Linked DNA regions of Mus musculus: regions 1, 3, 4, 5, 6 and 7 are each linked to region 2. A link is a contact called in public ChIA-PET, Hi-C, HiChIP or PLAC-seq and promoter capture Hi-C data. All regions are on one chromosome and are shown on one strand. The core of a region is the stretch at or near the end of the contact, and the rest is flanking DNA. Distances in the headings are between cores, read along the strand shown. Region 1 holds the start of Podnl1 (podocan-like 1). Region 2 holds the start of Ier2 (immediate early response 2). Region 3 holds the start of Palm3 (paralemmin 3). Region 4 holds the start of 1700067K01Rik (RIKEN cDNA 1700067K01 gene). Region 5 holds the start of Ddx39a (DEAD box helicase 39a). Region 6 holds the start of Dcaf15 (DDB1 and CUL4 associated factor 15). Region 7 holds the start of Prkaca (protein kinase, cAMP dependent, catalytic, alpha).

What was found. Promoter capture Hi-C pulls out the DNA fragments that hold promoters and counts their contacts. A called contact is a pair of places that touch in the nucleus more often than the background predicts. ChIA-PET counts read pairs in DNA pulled down with a chosen protein or histone mark. HiChIP or PLAC-seq counts read pairs in DNA pulled down with a chosen protein or histone mark.
Region 1: a contact with region 2 is called in an RNA polymerase II ChIA-PET map of memory CD8 T cells, with 484 read pairs. The contact joins the promoter of Podnl1 here to the promoter of Ier2 in region 2. A contact is called at or near these places in 1 of 39 promoter capture datasets (hippocampal neurons) and 3 of 115 datasets of contacts at active chromatin or transcription factors (effector CD8 T cells, embryonic stem cells and memory CD8 T cells).
Region 3: a contact with region 2 is called in an H3K4me3 HiChIP or PLAC-seq map of embryonic limb bud, with 4 times the contacts expected there. The contact joins the promoter of Palm3 here to the promoter of Ier2 in region 2. A contact is called at or near these places in 7 of 39 promoter capture datasets (the SN4741 cell line, embryonic stem cells, hippocampal neurons and 4 more), 9 of 115 datasets of contacts at active chromatin or transcription factors (acute myeloid leukemia, craniofacial prominence, embryonic limb bud and 5 more) and 1 of 9 other capture datasets (adipose tissue).
Region 4: a contact with region 2 is called in a promoter capture Hi-C map of the SN4741 cell line, with 4 times the contacts expected there. The contact joins the promoter of 1700067K01Rik here to the promoter of Ier2 in region 2. A contact is called at or near these places in 11 of 39 promoter capture datasets (the 3T3-L1 cell line, the HPC-7 cell line, the SN4741 cell line and 6 more), 10 of 115 datasets of contacts at active chromatin or transcription factors (bone marrow-derived macrophages, embryonic limb bud, embryonic stem cells and 3 more) and 3 of 9 other capture datasets (adipose tissue, embryonic stem cells and liver).
Region 5: a Hi-C map of B cells shows a contact between it and region 2, with 10 read pairs. The contact joins the promoter of Ddx39a here to the promoter of Ier2 in region 2. A contact is called at or near these places in 2 of 39 promoter capture datasets (the C10 cell line and pre-B cells), 1 of 484 Hi-C or Micro-C datasets (B cells), 4 of 115 datasets of contacts at active chromatin or transcription factors (double positive thymocytes, fetal liver, regulatory T cell precursor and 1 more) and 2 of 9 other capture datasets (adipose tissue and macrophages).
Region 6: an RNA polymerase II ChIA-PET map of effector CD8 T cells shows a contact between it and region 2, with 7 read pairs. The contact joins the promoter of Dcaf15 here to the promoter of Ier2 in region 2. A contact is called at or near these places in 2 of 39 promoter capture datasets (hippocampal neurons and neural stem cells) and 4 of 115 datasets of contacts at active chromatin or transcription factors (double positive thymocytes, effector CD8 T cells, embryonic stem cells and 1 more).
Region 7: a contact with region 2 is called in an H3K4me3 HiChIP or PLAC-seq map of bone marrow-derived macrophages, with 3 times the contacts expected there. The contact joins the promoter of Prkaca here to the promoter of Ier2 in region 2. A contact is called at or near these places in 10 of 39 promoter capture datasets (3T3-L1-derived adipocytes, the C10 cell line, the HPC-7 cell line and 6 more), 1 of 484 Hi-C or Micro-C datasets (CD4 T cells), 3 of 115 datasets of contacts at active chromatin or transcription factors (bone marrow-derived macrophages, double positive thymocytes and extraembryonic endoderm stem cells) and 1 of 9 other capture datasets (adipose tissue).

What each region holds. Positions count from the first base shown.
Region 1 is chr8:84,123,895-84,127,288 of GRCm38.p6, reverse strand. It overlaps Podnl1 (podocan-like 1), which reads right to left and starts at 1,300. Exons shown (of 10, transcript NM_001013384.2): 1 at 1,188-1,300; 2 at 862-1,083; 3 at 1-61. The coding sequence starts at 1,190.
Region 2 is chr8:84,661,060-84,664,667 of GRCm38.p6, reverse strand. It overlaps Ier2 (immediate early response 2), which reads left to right and starts at 1,816. Exons shown (of 1, transcript NM_010499.4): 1 at 1,816-3,337. The coding sequence starts at 1,917. The coding sequence ends at 2,582.
Region 3 is chr8:84,019,697-84,023,019 of GRCm38.p6, reverse strand. Palm3 (paralemmin 3) reads right to left here and starts at 1,546. Exons shown (of 7, transcript NM_028877.1): 1 at 1,492-1,546. The coding sequence starts at 1,532.
Region 4 is chr8:83,999,513-84,003,146 of GRCm38.p6, reverse strand. It overlaps 1700067K01Rik (RIKEN cDNA 1700067K01 gene), which reads right to left and starts at 1,684. Exons shown (of 6, transcript NM_183097.3): 1 at 1,242-1,684; 2 at 145-286; 3 at 1-31. The coding sequence starts at 1,570. It overlaps Samd1 (sterile alpha motif domain containing 1), which reads right to left. Exons shown (of 5, transcript NM_001081415.2): 4 at 3,520-3,631; 5 at 2,732-3,430. The coding sequence ends at 3,272.
Region 5 is chr8:83,713,437-83,716,849 of GRCm38.p6, reverse strand. Ddx39a (DEAD box helicase 39a) reads right to left here and starts at 1,673. Exons shown (of 11, transcript NM_197982.3): 1 at 1,513-1,673.
Region 6 is chr8:84,102,947-84,106,313 of GRCm38.p6, reverse strand. It overlaps Dcaf15 (DDB1 and CUL4 associated factor 15), which reads left to right and starts at 1,517. Exons shown (of 13, transcript NM_001357322.1): 1 at 1,517-1,697; 2 at 3,261-3,358. The coding sequence starts at 1,566.
Region 7 is chr8:83,970,942-83,974,502 of GRCm38.p6, reverse strand. Prkaca (protein kinase, cAMP dependent, catalytic, alpha) reads right to left here and starts at 1,525. Exons shown (of 10, transcript NM_008854.5): 1 at 1,271-1,525. The coding sequence starts at 1,316.

The DNA of each region.
Region 1 (3,394 bases), core at 51-2,550, 540 kb after region 2:
GGGTGCGCAAGCCGCTGAGGCGGGACAGCTCGTTGTAGGGGAGCTCCCGAAGCTGGTTGTTCTGTGGAATAAAGACAGTCACACCAAGGCCTGTCTCTTGCTCCTCAACTCAACCTGGAGGTGCAGCCCAGTGGCAGAACACTTGCTTAGCATCCACAAGGCAGGCCCTGGGTTCATCTCTAATATCTCCAGAGAGAACAGGAAGAGGAGGAGAAAAGAAGACATCCCATTCCGTGACCCCAAACAACCTTGAGGCTTGTGAGGCACTAAGCTCTTTACTGCACCACCCAGCAAACCACACGGTTACCCTGGGCCTGAAGCCACATGGGCTGCTGATTTTGAACCTGGTCTCTGACACTCCTCTAGCCTTCCCCAACACCCCATCCCCCAACAGAGGGCCTCACTCTGCAGTGAAGGATGGCCTCCTACTTGTGTCCTTAGTACTGGGGCCACTACAACAGACTCTGATCTCAGCCCCCAACACCCTTTTGCCCAAAACCATTCCAAAATACTCCTGTGACCTCCAACATCACAACTATTGACTAATTTTGTAGCCCTGGCTGTAAGTCTGTAGACCAGGCTGGCCTTGAACTCACAGAGATCTATCTGCCTTCCTCTGCATCCCCAGCGCTGGGATTAAAGGCGAATGCCACAACCATGCAGCTGAACTCAGTGTTTTGACCAAAACAACGTAAGTCCTAAGATTCTGACCCCAAACTCCACTCTCGGGACACACGATGCTTCTACCTCTGACATTGGCCTGGCTTAGCGGAACCAGAGCAAGGGCAGGTTCAGCTCTGCCATGTGGACCTCCCACATGAACCCTGCCCTATGCCTCCCTCTCAGATCCCCAGCCCTTACCTGCAAGGAGAGGTGCCTAGCAGCTCTGGTGATATTGTCTGGAAATATCCTCAGGTCCAGACCAGCACAGTCCACCGTGTCATCTCGGGGACAGGAGCAGCGCCAAGGACAGGGCCTCGGGAGGGGCTGTGAGCTGTCACCCAAGTGTGGGAAGGCAGGGTCCTCCGTGTGTGCTAACGACCACTTTAGCATCAGGAGCAGCAATAGCAGCTCTTGAGGCCTCTGGAGGAAAGCAAGGGGCCAGAAAGCCACCTGGTGAGGACCAGTGGGCAGAACCAGGCAGGGGATGGGCAGACCTGCCTTCAGACCCTCCCTGCCTAACTCACCATAGTCAGCCCTGCTGTGCCTCTCCCCAGCTTCTGTCCAGCACTCACGTCCTCCAGTGTCTGCTGTGACTACAATTGCCCTCCATCTCTCAGCACAGAGCGCGCACACACACACACATACACACACACACACACACACACACACACACACACACCCCGCGGGGCCTGAGAAGATGACTGTCCCTTTCCCCTCCCTGAAGAGGGCAGGCCGAGGGCTCATCTAGCCCATCCCTCATTCCCTGCCTGCTCCAATCACCCCAGCTCCACTTTCATAACCTCAGCCAGCCTGAGCCGAGCCACAGCCATGACGAATACTTGAGGAAAAGCTGAGAATCACCCTATCTGGTATTTGGTCTGACCACAGACAGGAATGGGGTGCCAGTGGATGGGGCAGGCGTTAGAGAGTCCCCAAGGAGATGAAGCCAGCCAGAAGGGCTCAAGGGAGGATTAGGCTTCTGTTCTCATGCCTGGCTGGCAGCCACTGCCCACTCCCCAGATAGTCATGGCTCTTGGAAGGAAATTAATGTAAGGGAGGCAGAGGCTGGTGGGTGTCCGTGAGAGCTGGGTGCTGGCCTGCCTGTCTGACCCTGGGCTATTTGCCTCAGCTTCCTTTTCCGCAACTGGTCATGGTTGTCTCACCTTCCAGGAACCTTGTAGAGTTCAGTAAGCTAATGCAACTGAGAGGACAGCATGTTGTAGGCACAGACCTGCAATCTCAGGGCTTAGGGAGACTGAGGCAGGAAGATACCGACGAAGCCAGTACTAGCTGCGTAAGAGCCTGTCTAAAAAACAAGCGACGTGTCAAATGTACATGAAAGAGGCCTCTTCCTCAAGGTCTGTCAACTCAAACACCTAGGGTGGGAGAGGTGGTTCAGTGGTTCAGAGCACTGGCTGCTCTCCCAAAGGACATGAGTTCAGTTCCCAGCGCTTATGGAATTGGGGATCCTGGGATTCAGGCAGGTAGCCCTGGCCTACAGGAAAGACAGCCAAGCTGGAGCGGAAGCCAGTCAGACAACAGGCACCAGTCAGACAGCAGGCATCAGTCAGACAGCAGGCACCAGTCAGACAGCAGGCACCAGTCAGACAGCAGGCACCAGTCAGACAGCAGGCACCAGTCAGACAGCAGGCACCAGTCAGACAGCAGGCACCAGTCAGACAGCAGGCACCAGTCAGACAGCAGGCACCAGTCAGACAGCAGGCACCAGTCAGACAGCAGGCACCAGTCAGACAGACAGCAGGCACCAGTCAGTCAGACAGCAGGCACCAGTCAGACAGCAGGCACCAGTCAGACAGCAGGCACCAGTCAGACAGCAGGCACCAGCAGACAGCAGGCACCAGTCAGACAGCAGGCACCAGTCAGACAGCAGGCACCAGTCAGACAGCAGGCACCAGTCAGACAGCAGGCACCAGTCAGACAGACAGCAGGCACCAGTCAGTCAGACAGCAGGCACCAGTCAGACAGCAGGCACCAGTCAGACAGCAGGCACCAGTCAGACAGCAGGCACCAGTCAGACAGCAGGCACCAGTCAGACAGCAGGCACCAGTCAGACAGCAGGCACCAGTCAGACAGACAGCAGGCACCAGTCAGTCAGACAGCAGGCACCAGTCAGACAGCAGGCACCAGTCAGACAGCAGGCACCAGTCAGACAGCAGGCACCAGCAGACAGCAGGCACCAGTCAGACAGCAGGCACCAGTCAGACAGCAGGCACCAGTCAGACAGCAGGCACCAGTCAGACAGCAGGCACCAGTCAGACAGCAGGCACCAGCAGACAGCAGGCACCAGTCAGACAGCAGGCACCAGTCAGACAGCAGGCACCAGTCAGACAGCAGGCACCAGTCAGACAGCAGGCACCAGTCAGACAGACAGCAGGCACCAGTCAGTCAGACAGCAGGCACCAGTCAGACAGCAGGCACCAGTCAGACAGCAGGCACCAGTCAGACAGCAGGCACCAGTCAGACAGCAGGCACCAGTCAGACAGCAGGCACCAGTCAGACAGACAGCAGGCACCAGTCAGACAGACAGCAGGCACCAGTCAGTCAGACAGCAGGCACCAGTCAGACAGCAGGCACCAGTCAGACAGCAGGCACCAGTCAGACAGCAGGCACCAGCAGACAGCAGGCACCAGTCAGACAGCAGGCACCAGTCAGACAGCAGGCACCAGTCAGACAGCAGGCACCAGTCAGACAGCAGGCACCAGTCAGACAG
Region 2 (3,608 bases), core at 567-3,066:
GGCACAGGCATGCAAGCAGGTAAAATACAAAAAGAAAAAAAGGAGAAAAGAAGGAGAAAGAAAGAAAAAACACTCAGAAGCAGTGCAGGACAGCTGAAACTATAAAGGTGATATCTTGTTTCAAAAAAAAAAAATTAATAAAAGGCCAGCAAGGTGGCTCAGCAGGTAAAGGGACGTGCCGCCAACACTGAGTACACGGGTAGTTTCCCCAGGAAGACGGGAAGAAAGAACAGCCCAAGAACTGAGTACTTTGTCCTCTACATATGTGAGTGCAGGAGGGTTTCGAAGATGTTTTTCCGTAACTCCACAGGGTGCGAATCTCACTCCACCCGGACTCATCCCGCATGACGGTGCCGCAGCGTGTGAGAGCATGAGAGAAGGAAACATCGAGTTCTCTCCGGGACGCCGTGCAGACTGTCCAAAGAACTGTAGCACCAAACAGACTCGAACGACCCGAGACAACACTTAGTTAGGCTCCTGAGGGCTGGATTGGAGGGGCGTGCTCGCCGATGGAAGGGGCCCCGCCCCGGAAGCCCTCTCCTCGGGCTAAGACCGGCTGCCCTTGTTCTTATATGGGCATCCGGAAGTGGTTCGCGGCGCCAACCTACGTCATTACATCCAAATTTAGCCAGGGAAGTCGGCCGGCTGCAGTGGCGGGAAGTCTGCCCGCTGGCAGGGGGTGTTTCTTAAAGGGCCTGCACAGCAAATGAAAGGGGTTATTTGAATTTTTCTCCCTTCTGCAACTAGAAGCAAGTTTTTCTTGGGAAGTGATGCAAAGTGGAACCGACTTCTTTTTTTCTTTTCTTTGTTACTGTGTGTGTGTGTGTGTGTGTGTGTGTGTGTGTGTGTGTGTGTGTGTGTGTGTGTGTGTGTGTGTGTGAGACATCGTATAGAAGTCTGTTCTCTTGTACGGCGTGGGACCGGTGGGACCGGGAATCGAACTGAGTTCGTTAGGCTTGGCAACAAGTGGCTCCACCCACTGTGCCATCTCGACCCAGATATCTGTCTTTCTTGGAGTAATTCCGTTCACGAGGGCATGAAGGCAGAAAACTGCTCTATTGACAAGGGAAGATCGCAGGCCCTATGGACATTGGGACTTCCATGCCACTGGGTTGCGGAAAACTGGGAGATCTTTAACGCTGAAAGTAAAGAGCAGTCGTGAGGTGGTGGATATCTGTGGTTACGGGGTACAGTGTCCGTGCCCACTTTCCACCCATGTCCAGAAAGGTGGAGATAGAAGGGCTGCAGGCTTTAGTTGATCCTTTCGCCATAGTATAATCATATAATCATTCGTTTAGTAAATATTGGTCAGGTGGCTGCCTATTTCTCACCTGGAAAACTGTATCTTCTATGGAGTGGAGGTGAGAGATCAGAGACATTGAATAAAAAGAGAAAGTTCAACACTGTAGTAACTGGCGTGTAGTAACTGCTTAATAAGTAGCAGCGTTTTTACTGTTCAAAAAATATTAATTAGCAGGCTGGTAGGCAAGATGAACGGTGCCCTCGGGGAATGTACCCCGGTCCCGGGTTTTCCCCACTGCAGTCAGATTACCGCCCACTATCCGTCTCGTTGGTGGGCCTCATCCTCTGGCCCGTTGGTGACTCTGAGAACCCAGAACCTAGTGTCTTAAGGTGCAGTGGGGAAGTTCTTCCTTGCAGTAGTTAAGTCCTTTTTCCTTCGAGGCGTAAATTTATCCCTATTGCTTTAAGGACTCGCTAGCCACTGTGGAAAGCCCGGATGAGGCCCTCTGGTTGGGCGTGGTGTTGCAGTGACGTCACTCTCAGTATATTAAAAGGCTCCGGCTTGCTGCCCTCGCCCGAACGTCTAGCAGAGTACCTGCTGCTGTAAGCTTGTCGTCTGGGCTGCACCGCCCGTCTTAACCCATTCTCGACTTAACTACTCTCGTCGAACAAGCATGGAAGTACAGAAAGAAGCGCAGCGCATCATGACTCTGTCGGTATGGAAGATGTACCACTCTCGCATGCAGCGAGGTGGCTTGCGACTCCACCGGAGTCTGCAGCTGTCCCTCGTTATGCGCAGCGCTCGAGAGGTCTACCTCTCAGCCAAGGTAGAAGCCCACCAGCCCGAGTTCCCGCCATCCCGCAGGGCTCTTGACCCTCGCCTGCACCCGCCGCGGGAAGCCGAAGTTGCAGTGGAAGTAGCGTCCCCCGAAGCCGTGCAGCCTCCGGAGCCCATGGATACGCAAGAGGAAGTGCTGCGAGTCCAGGAGACCCCTGCGCTCTGTGACCCGCCCCCCGCTAGAGTCAGCCGCAAGCGCCGGAGCAGCAGCGATTTGAGCGACGGTAGTGATGCCGGACTGGTACCAAGCAAGAAGGCCCGTCTAGAAGAGGTGGAGGGGGAGGCGACGTCGGAGGTTCCCGATCGCCTGCAGCTTCCTCCGGCACAAAGCGAAGGTGCCTTCCCTAACCTCGCCCGCGTCCTCCAAAGGCGCTTCTCCAGTCTCCTGAACTGTGGACCCGCCGTGCCCCCGCCGACGCCCCCCACGTGCGAGGCCAAGCCAGCCTGCCGCCCGGCCGACAATATGCTCAACGTGCTGGTGCGAGCTGTGGTGGCCTTCTGAGAGCTCTGGTGGCTTCTTTCGAGCGGCGCCACCGGAGCGGAGAACGCACACCCGAGGCGAAGGCCGGCGGGGGCCGTGAAGAAGAGCCGCGGCCCGAGCTGCCGAGAGGCCAGGGGAAGGACTGAGGAGCGAGGGGCGCGGGCGCCTTCTCCCAGACGTGCGTCCATAGGTGCTATTAAAGGACTGTCCCTTCCTTGGCTTGGAGAAGGGACACCTAGATCTTGAATCTCAGGGTCGAACTCTCTAGGGGCCAGGCTGCCCTTTCAAGGCCGTTTCACTACCATTCGCGTTTCGGCCCCTACAAGTGGGCACGCTTGTGCAAGCGGTCAGAGTTGCGTCATGGGACAGACGCGGGTGCTTCCTGTTGCCTTGCGTGGGTGTGGGGCCTGGGAGGAGGCCAGGGTGTGGACCCGCCCTAGGGACTGGGAAGTGACTTGAGTCACCTCGCCCCCACAGGCTGCTGTGGGTGAGCCTGAACTGAACCAATCAAATCTGCGATCAGAGTTGAAGTGGCTGGAGACCCCGGGACTGGTCAACCTAGATGATCGCCTGGCGTGGACCACCGCGGGACGGGTGGGCCGCTGGTCGTAGTTGCTGCCGTAGACACAGCTTCTTCGGGCAGGAAAGAAAATTTTTTTTTTACCAGCGTGTTTAAGAAAGTCTGTTTACTTTTCCCACGGTGGGTTGTTTAATTAGCAACTACCTGGAGTTTTACAATGTCAGCTAGGAAAATAAAGACCATCGGTGTAAAACGCGCGGCTTGTCTGGCTTGCTTCCCTGGTGGGGGAGGGGTGGGGTTAAGGGGTCAGCCGCTCCCTAAGCCTCCGGAACTGGTTTGACTGGGTGCGGAGCCAGAGGGAGGCCGGGCCCCATTTCTTTGCCACAAGTTTACCTGCTTAAGCTAGCCCTGTAATTTGGGAGTGCCTTAGAAATTAACAAACTCTGGGGGAATAGTGTGTGGAAAGCTTAGTTTACAATTGGGGAGGGGGGTATTGGGTGCAGTGTTTCAAGAAGAGCTGAGGAATT
Region 3 (3,323 bases), core at 297-2,796, 640 kb after region 2:
TCCCAGCTCTGCAGCAGCAAACAAGAGCCTGTCTCAAACAAGTTGAGAGTCAGAAACCACACAGGGTTGTCCTCTGTCCACACTAACACATACACACACACTTGTACTCTCACACCCTTGCACACACTCTAGCATGCACATACACTCTTAACACTCATACATCCACACACACACAAACATGTGCACACATACTTATACCTTCACACCTTTGCAAACACTCTCAGATGACACACACACTCACAGAGGACACACACAACACATGTACTCACACACTTTCATACACACACACATACACTCATACACATACACATGCATGCACCCACACCTCTCATATGTACACACACACATTCACAGAAGACATACAAACATGCAACCACACACTCTTATATACACACAGTTACATCCACAGAACACACACATCTACCCACACACATTCACACTCACAGTTATCACTCTTCTACACATTCACTCACACACACACAAATGCATTCACACACACACACACACACACACACACACACAGCATGAGATTGTCTGAAGTCAGGAGGGTGAATGAGGACACGAAGGACTTCTCCCTCAGTGTTGGCAACACACAGTGCAGGGTTCAGGGGCTCTAAGGACCTTCATTTGGATACACATAGGAGGCCAGAGACCCTCCTAGAGGAGGGGATTTCGACTAGGGCAAGGGCTGAAGGTTGCCTGACAGATGTCCCTAGGGAAGTCTAGACTCCTGTTCATCACTCTGTCCTTGGGGGAGGGCTGAAGTCCCCCTCAGCTGTCCCACTCCTAAGATGCTATCTCCCTAACTCTTCCTTGGGGGGGGGGAGGATCGGGTTCCCATTGCTAAGCAACCAGGTTTGTACTTGGTGAATAATGCAATGGAGGGCACAGAGAGTAAAGGACAGAATTGGGGTCCATACTGGAGGGAAGCCCTCTTTCTAGAAGTTTCTATAATCTCTTGGAACCCCTCTACCCATCATTCCCTAACTAAGGGTGGATAATCCCATACTAGGCAAAAGCTGGCGACTGAACCAAACCTCTCTCACTTTGAAAGAGCCTCAGCTAAGGTGAACTCCCCACACGTCGCTCATCTCTTAACTCCAAGGTCGTGCCTCAGCCATAATCGAGTTGCTGCTGACAAGGAGCGGAGGGGTGGCCATTGTTGCCTAAGACTTTGCCAATCTTTGGAGGTTGGGGCGCGCCTTTCTCCCTGGAATCTCTAGCATTTCCTCGCTGCATTCTTGAGAGGGTTGGTGACCAGGATTACACTTGGATGCACATTCTTGGATCCTGACACCCTTTGTCCCCTAACTCTGCAGTAGGCCTAGCTCTCTAGAGGCTTGGCTCTGAATGGGTCCCAGGTTTGGCCACCACGTCCCCTCGTGCTCCCCTCGGCTCCTTAGAAAGGCCAACTGGGGCTCTTAGGCCAGGCCGGTGCCCCCTACCCCAGCCTTTCCACCCCGCCCTCCCGCCCCCACCCCAGACACTTACGTGGGTGTGGCCGGAGACAACACCGGGGTCTGCAGAGCCATCACTGCCCAGCAGAGGTGTGAGCCAAAGGCCCCAGACTGGGCCTTGGTTGATGGGAGGGGGCTGTGGGGCGGAGCAGGAGAGCAGGTCCAGCTGGTTTGGGCGGGAGGCGCGGCCCGGTTGGGGCTGGGGCAGTGCTGGGGAGCGCTATCAACTTCTCAGGATGAATTATTTACCAGCCTCCGGCCTCCACGCTGCGCTAGGCTGCCTCCCAGTTCATATACACGCAGCCACGCCGGTGCTCCAGCAGGTGGGGGACAGCAGCCAAGCACTGACCCGCGGCCGCTGGGGAACACGCGCCTGCGTTGGGCACTCACACAGGAAAGTTTTACTAAAAGCCCAGAGTCATTGGCTCTCCCTTCTAGGACCTTGGAGCATGCTGTAGGGAGAGCTCTCTGACCCGGCTTTCGGAGACCATGGCAACCAAGAAGCCCAGGATGTGGGTCACTGTGGACAATTTGCCTCAGGTTTCAAGGCTTCAGTTTGCCCCGCTGGGAAATGGGAGAATAACTTCAATTGGCCTGCAGGTCAGAAGACCCTGTTGTGCTATTTAATGTTTAAGGGTGGGGGTAGAAATAAACGATAGGGAAATGGCCTCCAATTCACTACCGAGGATGTCTTTCCTTTGAACTCTGTCATTACAGACCTCCACAACCAGACCAGGTTTGATCTTTGTCTTGAAAGAGATCAGCCCTTGTCTGTCTCAGCTAGGTGCTTCAGAGGACCTTGCTCTGAGCAAGGACCCCTTCCCCCACCACACCGAGTGGTAAACTTACCCACATCTAGGCCTCTCCTCTCCTGACCGCTTCAGGGCTCCATGGGCCACTTTTGGCACGTAAAGTTGAGTGTCTCTCCTGGAAGCACAGGCTCCACCATACTGGATTGGGGCTGTCCTCAAGGGCTGGAATGGCCTATGTTCCACAGTCTAGTACAGACTCTTAAGAATCTAAAGATTTGCCTGGCGGTGGTGGCGCATGCCTTTGATCCCAGCACTTAGGAGGCAGAGGTAGGTGGATTTCTGAGTTCCAGGCCAGCCTGGAATACAGAGTGAGTTCCAGGACAGTTAAGGCTATACAGAAAAACCCTGTCTCAACAAAAACAGAGCCAAATATATATACATATATATATGAAGGTTTGATTGAACCTGAATCAAGTAGGTCACCTGACTTGGAATCCCACTTCCAGGAAGGTTCAGGTAGGAGAATGGCAAGGTTAAGCCTCCCTTGGGTTACAAAGTGAGTTAAAAACCAGTCTAGGAAACTTAGTAATAAATTGTCTAGAACTAAGTGGGTGGGGAATGGGGTGTTGGACATGTGGTTTTGTGGTAGAGAGCTTGCTTGGCATACATAAGGCCCTAGATTCAATCCCTAGAACGGGGGCGGGGGAAGTTGAATTTAAGCTTCTAGATTATTCTGAAAACATATTTCTACGACAAGAGGACATATATGTGTGCATATATGAATACATATTTGTATGTGTGCTGGAGTTGAACCTGGTAGGCAGGTCCTCAGCACTGAGCCACACCCCTGCCCTGTTTAATGTCTATACCCACGTGTCCTAGTCCTGTGCACACGGACGCAATTGCTGGTGTCAGTCACCACCGTATTTGCTGAGATAGGGCCTCTCATTGAATCAGAGGCTTCCTCACTTGGCTAGCTCACTGGCCACTAAGGCTTGGGAACACACCTGCCTCTGTCTTCACAGTGCTGGGCTGAGGGACAGGAGCTCCCACGGACTTTTTTTCCGTAGGTGCTGAGAGCCAAACCCAGGCCCTCATGCTTATATAGCAGGAA
Region 4 (3,634 bases), core at 435-2,934, 660 kb after region 2:
GCAGTGTTAGCTGCTGGGAGATCTCCAGCAACTGCATGGAAGGTGGGACTTCATGACCTCAGGCAGTCAGCCAGAAGCAACCCTCTTACCCCTAGGCAGAGTCTAAAGGTGAAAGGGGCCTGGAAAGAGAGCTACTATACACACCCCCTTCCGGACCAACTCCTGCAGGGCTCCATAGATGGGAGGGACACTCCTTGCTGCAGCCTCAAGGTATAAGAAGTATGGTTCACACATTGTTAAGAAGGTGGGCATGGCCTTGGCTAGCTGTTCCTTCTGTACTCGGTCCCTGCTGAAGGGAGAAAGGGGCCTTCATGTGGCATCTCTCCCCTTTCATCTCTAGGTGCCCCTCCTCCACCTGTATCCCGGGCTGAACCCTGATGAAATTTTCTCAGTGCTGTGAGCATGTGCATAGCATGCGCCAGAGTCCTGGGTTCCAATACCCCCAAATTAAACATTTTTTAAAAAGGGGGGCTGGGAGCTGAAGTAGGTGTGAGAGGCTGGAGCTCAGCATAGGAAAAGCTTCCCCAAGAGAAAGACCCCCCCCCCAAATGCCAAGTCTTTCTCCGTTGTCTTTCAGAACCACCTGCATCTGTCCTTTGAAACATTTGTTAAAGTGTGGGCACCTGGGCAGGGAGCACAACTCTGTGGCAGACAGAATGCTTGCCTGAGTTCCACCCCCAGTGTGTTTGGGGGTATATACAACCAAGTTCTCTCAAAACTGTAGAGCGAAGCTCGCTCAGAAAGCCTCCCGAAGACATCCCAGCCCTTTCCACTTGTCAGGACACTGCATTTTTCCTTGGGAGTGGAGGGTGGCCTCTCATACCAGAAGTTCTCTGACTAGAGTTGATGCAGATGGAACCTGGTTACCTGAATTAAACAGGGTTTTAAAAAGCTAAGAGAGCGTTTCAAATTTGGTAGGGAAGATGAGGAAGGAGGCTCACCAACCAGAACGGAATGAGACCTTCTCTCAAGAAGAAAAATATGGGCCCAATCAACCAACCAACCAACCAAAATCAAAGTTCTAGAGAAAAAAAGAAAAAATATTTTGCTACCCTAAAGGCCTATACATTGCCTGCTTCTGCCTCTCAATTCTTCACAGCCCTTGGTGCACTAGTAAAATGTATTCCTAATTAGCTAGACTCGTATACTGTATCTCTGGGCCCTGAGTTCAGTTTTTGGCCTTTGTGGGCTGCACAGCCTGTCCTCCTGTTCCTGGGACCTCGGCCTTTGTGCAGGGTCACCTGTAGAGCAAGTAGCTTTGAAAGTCATCCGCCTTCCTGAGCAGGTAACGGAGCTGGTCAGTGATGGGGCTGAACATAGAGTCCAGCGGGAGGCGAGCAGGGGCCGGCCCGAGCTCCGCTGCCAGTGGCTCCCGGGAGGACGTGGAGGCTGGAGCTTCCATCATGGGCTGTGCCCGCTGGGGCTCCTGCTCCGCTGAAGTCTCGGGTCTCCCGGCGGGCGACCACGAAGGGTCTCCATAGGGCGGCGGCCCGGGTCCCAGTTCCTCCGAAGGCGGTGCTTCTCCGGGGCCTAGGGCCAGCGACCCCGTGAACCAGGGTTCGGCAGCCATCCGCGTCCACAGTAGGCTCCTCCAGCTCCTGCGGCGTCCCGGGAGCGCACACACCTGGGGCCGACCGGCTTGGGCAGTGAGCGCAGCCGCACTCAGCCCGGCCTCGACGTCTCTGCCGGCGCCGCCCCGCGGGGCTTTCGCCTCTTTTGAATTTCAGCACGCGGAGGGCGCGCAGCCTGGGCCTGCACTGCGCACGGAGCTCGGCGGGCACCTGGCGCGCGGGGTGCTGCCAAGGGCGGAGCCCCAGACCTGCCTCGTGTTTGCGGTGCGCAGCTAGGCGCCTTTTCTCTTCCCAGGCAATTGACTGGACTGGATGGGGGTTGTGACGGTTACCCAGAGGCCTAGGCTACACCCCAGCAGGTGACCCCAAGATCTCTTAACTGATGGAGCTGGGATCTGCTTTTGACCTTCCTAAGGCCTAGTGATACAGCGGTTACTTATACAATAAAAATCCTCAGATGGGTGATCTTATCCCATCGTCTTTTTAGTTCCAGTATGCCCGCACTGGTCCCAGAACACTTGTAGGTTGGATTCCTTGCTACGTGCAAAGACTGACTGGTATTTAAGTACAGGCTAGGAAGCCAAATATATTACAAGGCTGGAAGTACGCAGCAACAGGTGTCACACTGTCCTGTGTGACCCTCAATTTGACTTTGTCAAGCCAGCTGCCCTGTCTATAAAATGAGTTTTATGACGTCTGCTTCACCAAACTACAGAGGTGACAACAAAACGCTCAGCAAGTGTGCAGTTAACTGTTAGTCACTCAACAAACACTTGAGCAGGTGGTTCTGGAATGAGATGGCAGAAGACAAAGGAACTATTCCAGTCCTAGACTGATTTTGTCATTGTTGAGACAGGACTGAGTGCCTGTAGCCCAAGCTGCCTTTTAACTATGTAGGTAAGTCTAGTCTCGAACTCCTGATCCGACTTCCCTCTCTGAAGTGTGAAGATAACAGGTGTGCCACCAAGCCCAGCCACAAAAACCGTCTCTTTTTGTGGTGGTGGAGATAGAACCGAGACGTTCTATCTGTATACTTGGTGAGCCCATTGAGTAGTGGGCTGAGGGAAGCCGTAGCTATTCTGCCTCACCACATTACTGTCTTAATGTTAAACTCTTCAAGGAGGCTTTTAGCACCTTCTTCCTCCATACAGAAAATGAACTTTTTTTTTTAAAGTTTTATTTAAAAAACCTTCGGTGCAATATTAAAAAGCAATACAGCCAGGTGGTACAATAGTAGACAGACAGAAAGGGAAGGACAAGAGGACCCAAGGTCCCTTACCTCACCTGTTCCCCAGAGGCTGGGGGTCAAGGGGGAGGACACGGGGGTGGTGGGACGAGGAAAAAACCACCACCAGGATGAATAGGCAGAACAAAACACATATAAGATACATCTGGCTGAACTGAAGAGGGGTTTGGGGCCACAGGAAGCTCCCGTTTTTTTGTTTTTCAAAAATGTCCTGGTCTGGGGAGAAAGGGTGACCCCAGGTAAATGAGCCAACCAAGTCCTCCAACCCCATACTCCACTGCTGTGGAGAGGGGTGAACTAAGGTCAGGGGTGTGAGAAAAGGGGGAGAATGGAGAAGGGCACCCCCTCCCTGGAGTCTGTTAGGAAGGTTGAGTGTACCCATGCCCAGCTCCTGGACTATGGAGCCGCCCTGGGTGCAGTCTGGACTGGTTGGGGTGGGGACATGGCTGGGTGCTCAGCCTAGAAGGCCATCAGGATCATCATCCTCAAAGTGGCCTTGCTGAAGCACCTTGATGTGGTGCTCGTAGATCTTCAGGGCTGGGCCCAGGCGAATGGATAGGCCAGTGAGCACATCTGTCCGTTGCATGAGCAACAAAGACTTGCCATCAATTTCCTGGGCAGGACAGAAACGGGCAGGGTCAGTGAACACCCGTGAGGCCCTCTGTGCGTACACACACCTGTAGGCCCAGGCTGGGAACTCACCTGCTCTTGAAAAGCAGTGGCCTGCTCTGGGAAGCCCGCCTCAGTGAAGTATTCCACCACATCCATGACTGTCCACTCCACTGGGTCTGTCGGCTTCTCCTTGCGCCCGGGACTG
Region 5 (3,413 bases), core at 424-2,923, 950 kb after region 2:
TAACTAGGCTTGGAGTTGAGTGATTCAGTAAGAATTTGCTCAAGATGGAGTGGAAGATAAGAGCAACAGCAGGGAGAAACTAATTCACTGAAAGGGAATTAGCTGGGTGGGGTACTGAAGTCGAGAAGATGAGTCACCAAAGAGCTCAAAGCCAGTCCTGGGGAGAAAAGAATCACACATCTCTGGGTTCAAACACCTGAATGACCAAGATGTACCTATTTCTATTTGAAACTGAGTCTCATGCAGGCCCTCAAACTTGTGTGTAGCCCAGACTAGCCTCGAATTCCAGATCCTCCTGCCTCCACTTCCCAAATGCTAGAATATATTAAAAATGAATTCTAAAAAATGCCTGAGACAGGGACAGACAGATCTCTAGTTCCAGGCTAGCCTGGGCTACACAGTGAGATCTTGTTTCAACAACAACCAAAAAACTTTTAAGTTCTAAGACTGGCTAGGCAAGGTGGCCAATGTGGCTTAAGAATTAATGATGCTTTCACACGACCTGAGTTAGGTTTCTCAGTTTACATCCTTCTAACTCCAGGGTCAGTACTTCCGGCCTCCTAGAGCACCTGCACACAGGTAGTCATTCAAATATTTACACCTAAATAAAAAACTTCAAGAACAACCTCGATTTCAGGAGAACCTATCTTCTGGCCTCTCATATGTGTACTCTGTCTTTAGGCAGTACTGCTTTAAAAACATTTATTGTGCTGGTGAAAGGATAAATGTGAAGCCGGGCTTAGTGGGACACGCCTTTAATACCAGACCTCCGGGGACTGAGCCAAGTGGACCTCAGTGAGTTCGAGCCCGACCTGGTCTTCAGAGAGAGAGTTCAAGGACGACCAGGATTATGTAAAGAGATCCTGTCTCAAGAATCTAGGCACACAAAAGGTTCCGGGAACTAGTTGAGGCGCAACTCGGAGCGTATGGCCCCCCACCCCCAATACGTCAGGCCTTGCTTCAACCAGGAAAATGAAACAAGTGAACCCAGACTGTCACAGACCTAAAGTTTCAACTATAGGTCCAGGCAGACCAGAGGCAACGGGCTGAACCGGCCTCACACCGGGAAAGCGACGCCGAGTGAATGGCCACGTTCCTAAGAGGCGCGACACTGGCCTTCCGCATCAGAGTCTGGAGAAGAATCTCCTGGGCGAGCGGCGGAACAAGACGGGAAGCCGGTGACTGCAGACTCGGGACGTCTGCCCAGATAGCCTGAGTCCTCTCGCCGTGACCGAAAACGCAGTGTGGATCCGCCCGGTCCCTCAATCCCACCACGGTACACATGGGGCCTCCGAGAGCCGCCATTCCCATCACCGTCCCCGGAAGCCGACCTACTAACGGCTGGCCCGCCCCTGGCGCATGCTCAATGGAGCCCAACGGCCGCCGGCTCGAGGTGCCTAACCGTCCCGCTGCTGTGCGCCCACTCCTCCCGCTGCACCGCGCCCCGCAGCTTCCCTTTCGGCGAACCCACAGCCCCGCACCGCGGCCCCGGCCTCGGGACCCGCCACTTACCTGCCGCCCGGTTCGCCTCCGCGAGCTGCAAAGAGAGCCACCCGTCCGGTTCTACGCCGCGACCCTGGACGCGCGCTACAGTGCTTCCTGCCTGGAGCCCAACTCGAGTCTCGCTCACTGGATAGCTGGCTTATCACTCAACAGAGGAAAGGATGATGGTTGGTTTATAAGGACGCTGTCGACCGGCTATTGGGCGTACCTAGACTCAGGTTCATTGGGCAGTCGTAAAGTAGGCGTGTCCAAAGGGGGAGTGGGCTAAGCGGCGGTTCCCGCCCAGTCACGTGAGATGAGTTAAGGGCCACAGTGGATACTGCCACTTTTAGCTGGCATCCGCACGTTAATTGCGCGTGTATGTGCCCCAGCTTTTTAAAGTGTCCTTGCCTGCCTAGCTTAGAAGCCCTGACTCTTTTGTTTGGTTGTATCATTTCGAGACAGGGTTTCTCTGGGTAGCCCTGCTGTCATGGAACAACTCCATCTGTGACCAGGCTGTCCTCAAGAGATCTGCCTGCCTCTTCCTCCATGTGATTGAAGGTGTGAGTGCTGTGATTAAAAGCGTCCACCACCACGCCCAGCCCCCCTTTTTAAAAAGATTTATTTATTTTTGGTTTTCGAGACAGGGTTTCTCTGTGAAGCCCTAGCTGTCCTGGAACTCACTCTGTAGACCAGGCTGGCCTCGAACTCAGAAATCCGTCTGCCTCTGCCTCCCAAGTGCTGGGATTAAAGGCGTACACCACCAGGCCTGGCAAGATTTATTTATTATTACATCTTAGTACACTGTAGCTGTTCAGACAGCACCAGAAGAGGGCGTCAGATCTCATTACAGATGGTTGAGTCATGATGTGGTTGCTGGGATTTGAACTCAGGACCTGTGAAAGAACAGTCAGCGTTCTTAACCGCTGAGCCATCTCTCCAGCCCTTGTTTTTCTTACCCCTACATTGTACCACCACCAAAACAAAAATCCCAGGCCGTAAACTGAGCTCATAGTTCCAGAAAGCCAGCTCTTTGGGGATTGCAGAAGAAAAGCAGCTGCCTGACCCCAGATATCTGGTGATAGAAAAAGACCTTGTCTAAGGAAAACAGCTAACCCCCATTCTGCCCCTATGAAACCTTCTTCTCCCTTCCCCATCCTTAGCTATAAAATCCCCAGCCTGAAACACAATCTACATTGTCTAGATCATGGTACTGAGAGGCTACCTGCCAGATAAATAAACTCTAGATGTTAATGCTGTCTACACTCATCCTTTCTTTCCACAAACATAATTCTTTCTCTCTCTCTCTCTCTCTCTCTCTCTCTCTCTCTCTCTCTCTCTCTCAAAACAAAACAAAACAAAACAAACAAACAAACAAACAAACAAACAAAAACCAGTCAGAGTGGCACAGAACTTTAGTCCCAGTTCTCTAGAAGCAGAGAACTCTGCTTTCAACTAGCCTGGTCTACATAGGATAGTTAGAGGCAGGCAGAATTCTTTGAGTCCAAGGCCAGCCTTGTCTATACAGTAAAGTCCAGGATAGCCAGGGCTACAAAGAGAGACTCTGTTTCAAAACACAAACACAAAATGAACAAACAAACTGCCCACACATCTAGATTCCATCCCTGCAGAGCTGAAACCACTCTTAGTTATGACCATGGCAACTCATAAAAGAAAGCATCTAGTTGGGGGCTTGCTCACATTTCCAGAGACTCAGTCCCTTATCATCATGTGGGGAGCATGGTGGGACGAGTGGGAATGTCTTACTTTGTACACTGCTCTGTTGGCGTGTTTGTATCTGTGCAATGGAGATCAGCGAGCCCTGAAGAGCACACGCATGTCATTAAGGCTGGGCAGCAGCACCATCTCACTAGCCCTTTATTTTTATCTTTTGTTTATTGAGACAAGGTCTCACCACATAGCTCTGTCTG
Region 6 (3,367 bases), core at 268-2,767, 560 kb after region 2:
AAAACCAAAACCAACCAACCAACCAAACAAACAACTCATCCCTAAATTAAGGTGGAGAGTGAGAAGACCATTTTTGACCTCTTGTCTTTTCATACACTTTCATGGGCAAAATCTCATCTGTACACTGTGCGCGCGCACACACATACACACAAACACACACACACACACACACACACACACACACACACACACACACACACACACTGCCTCCTTGCTCTTCCTTTCCCTCCTGCTCTGGGTCCACTAGTCTATGATTCAGCTGAGGCTGGGTCTGCACATGCATGGTCATATTTTCTCCTCATGCTGGGGGGAGGGGGGCTGCTAGTGAGCCCTCCAGTCTTTGCATAAAGAAGAGATCACCTAGTAAGTCTCTCAGCAGTGTCCCCATCACTAATCCATACATCATGGCAGGTTAGTCTTGAACCTCTCCAGAAACCTTTGTCTTTGCTGGAATATTCCTCCTCCCCCGCTTCACAAAGCTACTTTGCATCCAACTGCCTTTCTACCCATACCTGGAATTCAAGGACAGGTACTCATTTCCTTGTTTATGACCTGTCCTGTTAGCTGGGTTCTCAATAAACCGAATGTGGCTGTAAAAAGAGCAGCCAGCAGTCTGGGTACACAAGTGCCATGTCTTCAGGGGAGTTCACTTTATGCCTGTTCCACGTGTAAAATAAAGGACCATTGCAGAGATTGAGTGAATGTAGGCAAAACTGGTGCATGAAGCTGTCATGTCCCGTAATATTTATTACCATTATTAATTAGTATGATAGGCTTAACAGGCCTTCCACAGGAGGTGCAAACTCAGAACCACGCCTGACCCATGGAAATTAATTTTTTTAAAAACAGCATGATATCTGTCTGATGCTATCATCGTCATCGTCGTCCGGAAGATGCTTTGTTTTGTTTCTTTGTTTGTTTTTCTGAGACAAGAGTCTCTCTGTGTAGCCCTGGCTATCCTAGAACTCACTCAGGCTGGCCTCAAACTCAAAGAGATCCACTTGCCTCTGCCTCGTAAGTGCTGGAAAGGCGTGAACCATCACGCCCGGCCTGGAAGATGTTTTAAAACGAGCCATTTTTTTCCCCACCGCCTTTTCCTGGTCTCCTCCCTAGCTGCCCAGGGATGCTCCTCAGGCCTCGGCCCTCCCAGCCTGAGCCAGAGCCAGGGCTGGAGATTCTGGCCCTTATGGACCACAGGTTCCCATAGCCCCGCCCACAGGCCGCTGGACGGCCAGTGGTTTCCACGGAAACCCACTCAGGGGCGTGACAATGTCAAGCCTGACAGAAATCTTCGCCTATTCAGTTGAAGTTTTTTGGCCGAGGAGCGCCAAAGTGGTTTCTGAGTGGTTTATCTTTAATGAAGGGCGGGAATAAGGCGGGAGCTGTTACCATCTTTACCAACCAAAAACCAAGATAGCTTTGATGGACAAGCGTAGCGGGAAGCGACAAGGAATGCCGGCTGTCACCCAACCGGCCGGCCGCAGTAAGGAGAAAAGGCCAATCAGAAAGTGCCAGGGGCGGGGCTAAGGGACCGGTTGCTCCGGAAGTGGAGGGAGGGGGTGAAAATGGCGCCCAGCTCGAAATCGGAGCGGAACAGCGGGGCCGGGAGCGCCGGCGGAGGCCCTGGGGGGACCGGGGGGAAGCGGGCGGTGGGGCGGCGGCGGGAACACGTTCTCAAGCAGCTGGAGCGAGTCAAGGTGAGGCCTGGCGTCTGAGGCGAGCGCGCCCGGTTGTGAGGAGGAGGGGACGCGGGAGGCGGCGGAGGGAGGGCGGCGCGGCGAGGTGGGGGGCGGGGCCGGGAGGGGGCTGGGCGGGCCGGGCGGTGGGGATGGGGATGGGTTTGGCGGTGTGGAGGCTGGTGCTGAGGCGCGGGCTGGGCTGGCGAAGGTTGGTGACTTGTGTGCAGCCAGTGAGGCGGGTCACCTGCAGGGGGCCTTGAATGAAGGCTGCTAGGCGAGATCAGTGAAGAAGGAAGGGGCTTGGGTGGCGGAGGCCGGGGAGAATCATGGAGGAAAGACCGGGGATGGAGGCTGATGGGCGGGTTACTGTAGAAGCTGTCCGAGGAATCTGGAGGAAGGGGAGACCTTGGTTTAGACCGATTTTTCAAAGCACTGCCCCTTGTTGGAGCTACCCCCCCAAACCCCTGAAGAGCCCCTGCTACCGACAATGGGCAGCCTCTGTTGGATGCTCCCTGTCTGTCCAAGCTCTGACCATCTCTATATCTAGTGCTTGTACCTAGGTCTGCCTCACTCATTGAATGGAGGAATGTTTCCAGAGTAGGGCCAGGTCTTCTCAAAGTGGAAGCCACTTAGGGCTCTGTCTCCCTTGTCAGAGGACACCTGAAAGGACAGGGATGTGAATAATGTTAGGTGGGCAGCTGTGGAGCAAGATTGTCTATGTGCACAGGAAGTTGGGAACTGGGTAAGGGCGAACTGTGCTTTTTCCTGGTGCTCCCTAAGCAAGGCTGTGGCTCTGCCCTTAGCCTAGACACTCCCTGGGCAAGGGTTATATCCTCTCAGGAAGGCTTGTCTGACAAAGCCATTCCCTTCATGGGTCGAGATGAACTAGGGGCAAGGTGCCAGGCCTTCTTTCCCACTAGATGGCTATCTTTTGAAGGCGGGCCAGAATAGCTCCCCAGTGGTCAGCTTTATGCCTGTTTCCTCAGATCCTTCCTTGGTGATGTTTTAGGGTGTGACAGTTGATTGGCAGTTAATTAAGAAAGGGGTTTTCTTAATAATGGATTGGAGCATTGGGAATACTGGGAGCTTTTGGTTCGGAGGCTCTATAGGTATAGGCTCTTGCCACCAAACCTAATAATGTGTGAGATCCCCAGGAGCCACGCAGTGAGAGGACATAGAGACTCCTGCAAGCTGTCCTCGCCTCTACTGTGAGTTGTAGTCTGCACAGTAACTACATTATCAAGAGAGAGATGGGTCCCCTTGTGGGCTAATTGGGAGCAGGCAGATAAATGCATGGCCCCACATCCTAGTCTCATGCGTCAGTTTTCAGGAAGGAGTCAGTTGTCCCAGTGAGGGATCCTTCCACAGGGAGACGTAGGGCTAGGGCTGGGAGGACTCTGGATCCAAACGGGGCTACGGCTGGGATGTAACCTGGGTCCTTGGTGGGGGTGGGGTGCTTTGTAAGGTCACTTGGCTTTGGTGTCTCCATCTGCCCCAGCAGTGGGCCTGGGGAAGCCTCGGCCTCTGGGAAGGAGGCTGGGAGGCTGCTTGGCTAAAGAGCCCTGGCTGTCTCTTCCCCAGATCAGTGGGCAGCTCTCACCTCGTCTTTTCCGGAAGCTGCCCCCCAGGGTCTGCGTGTCCCTCAAGAACATCGTAGATGAGGATTTTCTCTATGCAGGGTGAGGCTG
Region 7 (3,561 bases), core at 276-2,775, 690 kb after region 2:
GCTGCAGTACAGCTTTAGCTTGGAGTGACACCACTTTGAGACATGAAGCACTGGGGGACAGGGCCCAAGGCCCTTTCTGAAGTAATTTCAAATATAGAATCACTTTTTTTTCCCTGGCTAGAAAAATTCAGCATGGTTTTTTTTTTGGGGGGGGGGTGTGTGTATGTGTGTGTGGATATACCTCCCTCTGGGTGAGCCCTCGGTATGCACAGAATCCATCTGTCTTAAGCAAACCAAATCATTAGCTGTCACCTATTGCTGGATGGCGTTACCCCAATGCGCGCAATTCTTCTGACCATCCCCATTCAGTGGAATGAGCCTTTGCTATTCATTTCATCCGCAGTTTCAAACCAGCCCCAGGGGCTGGGTGAACGACAGAACCGCAGTTGTGAAACGACCATTTATTGAGGGGCCTTCTAAGGAACCCAGACCTCAGGGTAGGCCAGGAGGGTGCTCTGCCGCTTTACCTCACCCGCAACCCAAGAAAAAGGACAGACGTAATGGCTCTGAGCAAGACCAGCTCCAACTTGGATAAGGAAGCGCAGAAGCAGCTCTCTAGGTTCATAAACAGTCTGCCACCCCAGCCAGGGCCAGACGAATGCACGGAGGAGGTGGAGTGACAGGATGAGAGGGGCAGAGGGACCCAGAAAGATCTTGTCCCCCATGCCAAGTGACACAGAAGGGAAAAACAATGCAGGAGGTGGCCCCGGGAAATGCTCATGGGGGTGGGGGTGGCTTGGAGGTGGGAGCTGTGATGAGGTGAATCGGGCAGGGGTAGGAGAAAGATGGCGGGGGCTGGAGGGGGAGGGGTGTGGTCACCAAGTGGCCAAGGTCCCTGCAGCGTGGACCCCACAGCACTCCCGAAACTGGCAGGAGCCTGGATCAGGGTCAGGCATTGGGGCGCTGTGTGGGAAAGGTAAGTGACGAAGTGGGAGGGGGTATAGAATCTGGAGAAAGGGACTAGGAGAAGAGGGGTTGGTGTGGTGACAGGGCCTCATCTGGGGCCCCGGCGGTCATACATGCAATGGTTGGCAGTGACAGCTGGGTGGGGGGGCACGGCCTTTGCAGTGGGGGATGGTAGGCCATGGGCACCAGGCCCTACTGGGGGCAAAGTATCTCTGCGGTGATCCGACCCCAACGTGAACAGGCAGCAGGCAGGGGTGCAGGCAGACAAGATTGGGGGGGCATATGGGGGAGGGGCCATGCAGTGATGGGCATTGCGCGGGCAGGCCGCACGCAGTGAAGATCAGGGTGACGGCCGGGCACTCACCGCTCTCCTGCTCGCTGCCCTTCTTGGCGGCGGCGGCGTTGCCCATCGCGGCGGCGTCGCGGCCGGGGCCAGTCCCGGAGCTGCGACGCGGCGGGTGCTAAGGTGGCCGGCGGCCCCGGAGCGCGCTGGGCAGCGGAGGCGGCGGCCCCTGGGGCTGGCTGCGCTGGCTGCGGCGCCACGACCCCCGCCCAGCCCCTGCTTCCCGCGTCTCTCTGCGCCCGCCCGCGGGGGAGCCTCAGCCCAAGTCCTCTGTCCGTGACGCCCCCGCAGCCCACCGCCCATTGGTTCAGGCCTCCCTGACTGACAGCCCTACGCCGCTGTCCATTGGCCCTCCGGAACCCTCCCGCGCCACCATAGGCTCCTGGATGAGTGACGCGAGTTGCAGACTCTCCGCCACTCACGGGCTCGTGAGGCCGCAGTCGGGCGGGCGAACGCACGTGATTGGCCGAGAAGCCCGAGAGGGCTTGGGGCTGCCCCTGCGAAGCCGTCGATTGGCGGAGACAGGCGGCCCCGGCTAGTGTCAGTCCCGGGGTGAGAGGGCGGGGCAGCGGCTCAGGCTGCGGCCCGGGCAGCGGGCGGGGCGGAGGCTGCGGCGGCTGGAGGGTGGCTGGGTGGCAGGCGCTGCGAGGTGCGGGAGGCGGCCCGGCGGACGCCCGTGCGGCAATGTGCGCGCTGCAGTCTCCCGCCCCTGCCCAGTGCGGCAGCGGCCACGGGCCAGAGGTTGACGCCACGGCGGGCCGGCGCAGCGGCTGTCCACCTGCCAGGGGGGGAGGGGCGGGCTGGCGCCGAGGGTCAAGGGTCGCCGGGCGCCGTTCGGTGTCATTCATAAGGAGGCCCGACACTGGGCAGCCGTGACCCAACTAGCTCGGGGTCCGCTTTGGTTTGCTCGCGACACAACTGGAGCTGCAAGGGGATGTTGGACCCAGAACTGAGGGCGTGCTGGGAGGAGACTCAGAGTATCTACACTCTTTGCTAAGGCTCAACCCTAGGCCCCTGAAAAGTAGTAACTACGGACGCCAGCCAAGTGCATTACTTCTTGTACCTTGCACGTTGGGCCTGCCATACTCCCATTTTATGGAGGCTCGGTCAGGCTAGTTCCTTGCTCTTAACTAATCTCCATTGCCTAGACATGACCAACATAACCTGCCCCTTTTGGGCAGGAAGAGAGCCGTTCTCCTTCCTTCTGGATGCTCATCTTTAAATTTTGTTTTTATGCAATGCTGGGGATTGAACACGATGCATACTCCCTGCGAAGTAAGCATTGTACCACTGAACTAGAACCTCACTCGGTGTTCTTTCAAGTCTGCACTGTCAGAACGTGGTCAGTTTCCCACCTTGCCACTGACACCAGGGGCCTGAGCACTCTGCTGGAGGGTCTCCTGCACACTAGGTTGATATCAGAACCCCACCCTCACACTCTGGATGCTGGTACTCTTCCATCTGTCTGCTGCCTGGGACAACACAAACATCTCCAGATACTGCTAAATGTACTCTTGGAAACAAATTATCCCTACCCTCACCAGAGCTCTGTAATAGAGGGTGGCCAGGGTGGACGGTGCTGGGTGGACGGTGCTGAGTGGACGATGAGCTACCTCTCCTGGACTCCAAAGGGTAGTTGACTCTGAGGTACATATACCTATAGACTCACTGCTCAACAATGCACAACCAGCTTCTAAGCCAATAACTATATGTACTCCTGCTACTAGGTCAGCTGCAGTCCCCGAGGGGGAAAGTACCCTGCCAGAAAGTACGGTTCCTCTGGATTATGCGAGTTGGCTGAACAGACAAATACTCCATCTCTGATTTGGGGAGTTTTGCCACAGCTAAGTGAAATTATCTAAATTGTGGCTCTGTGTGTCCTTGGGTCACAATGTTGCTCTATGCCTGTGGGTCAAGGTCAGAGTGAGAAAAAAATCACTGGCCGCCATCTATTGAACAGCTGGCATACTTAAGCTTGGACAAAACAGAACCAAAATTAAAAAAAAAAAATGGGCAAAGAAAAATAGGCTTTGACCCCCAGGTTGTGGTGCAAACTGTACAACTAGTTGAGACTGGAATTAGGGGAGCAAGCAAAGGGAGAAGGTCCAGCCACTGTAAGGACAAGAAGTTACTCATGATATGAAAGTGACAAAGCTGTTCAGCCACAGAAGGACAAAAAAGAAAACAGCATATTACAAAACTTTTTACAGGCACCAGCTGACTTAAGAGCACTGGCTGCTTTCTGGAGGATTGGTTCAATTCCCAGCTCCCCACATGGAGATTCACAGCCACTTCTAGAAGCTCCAAAGCCC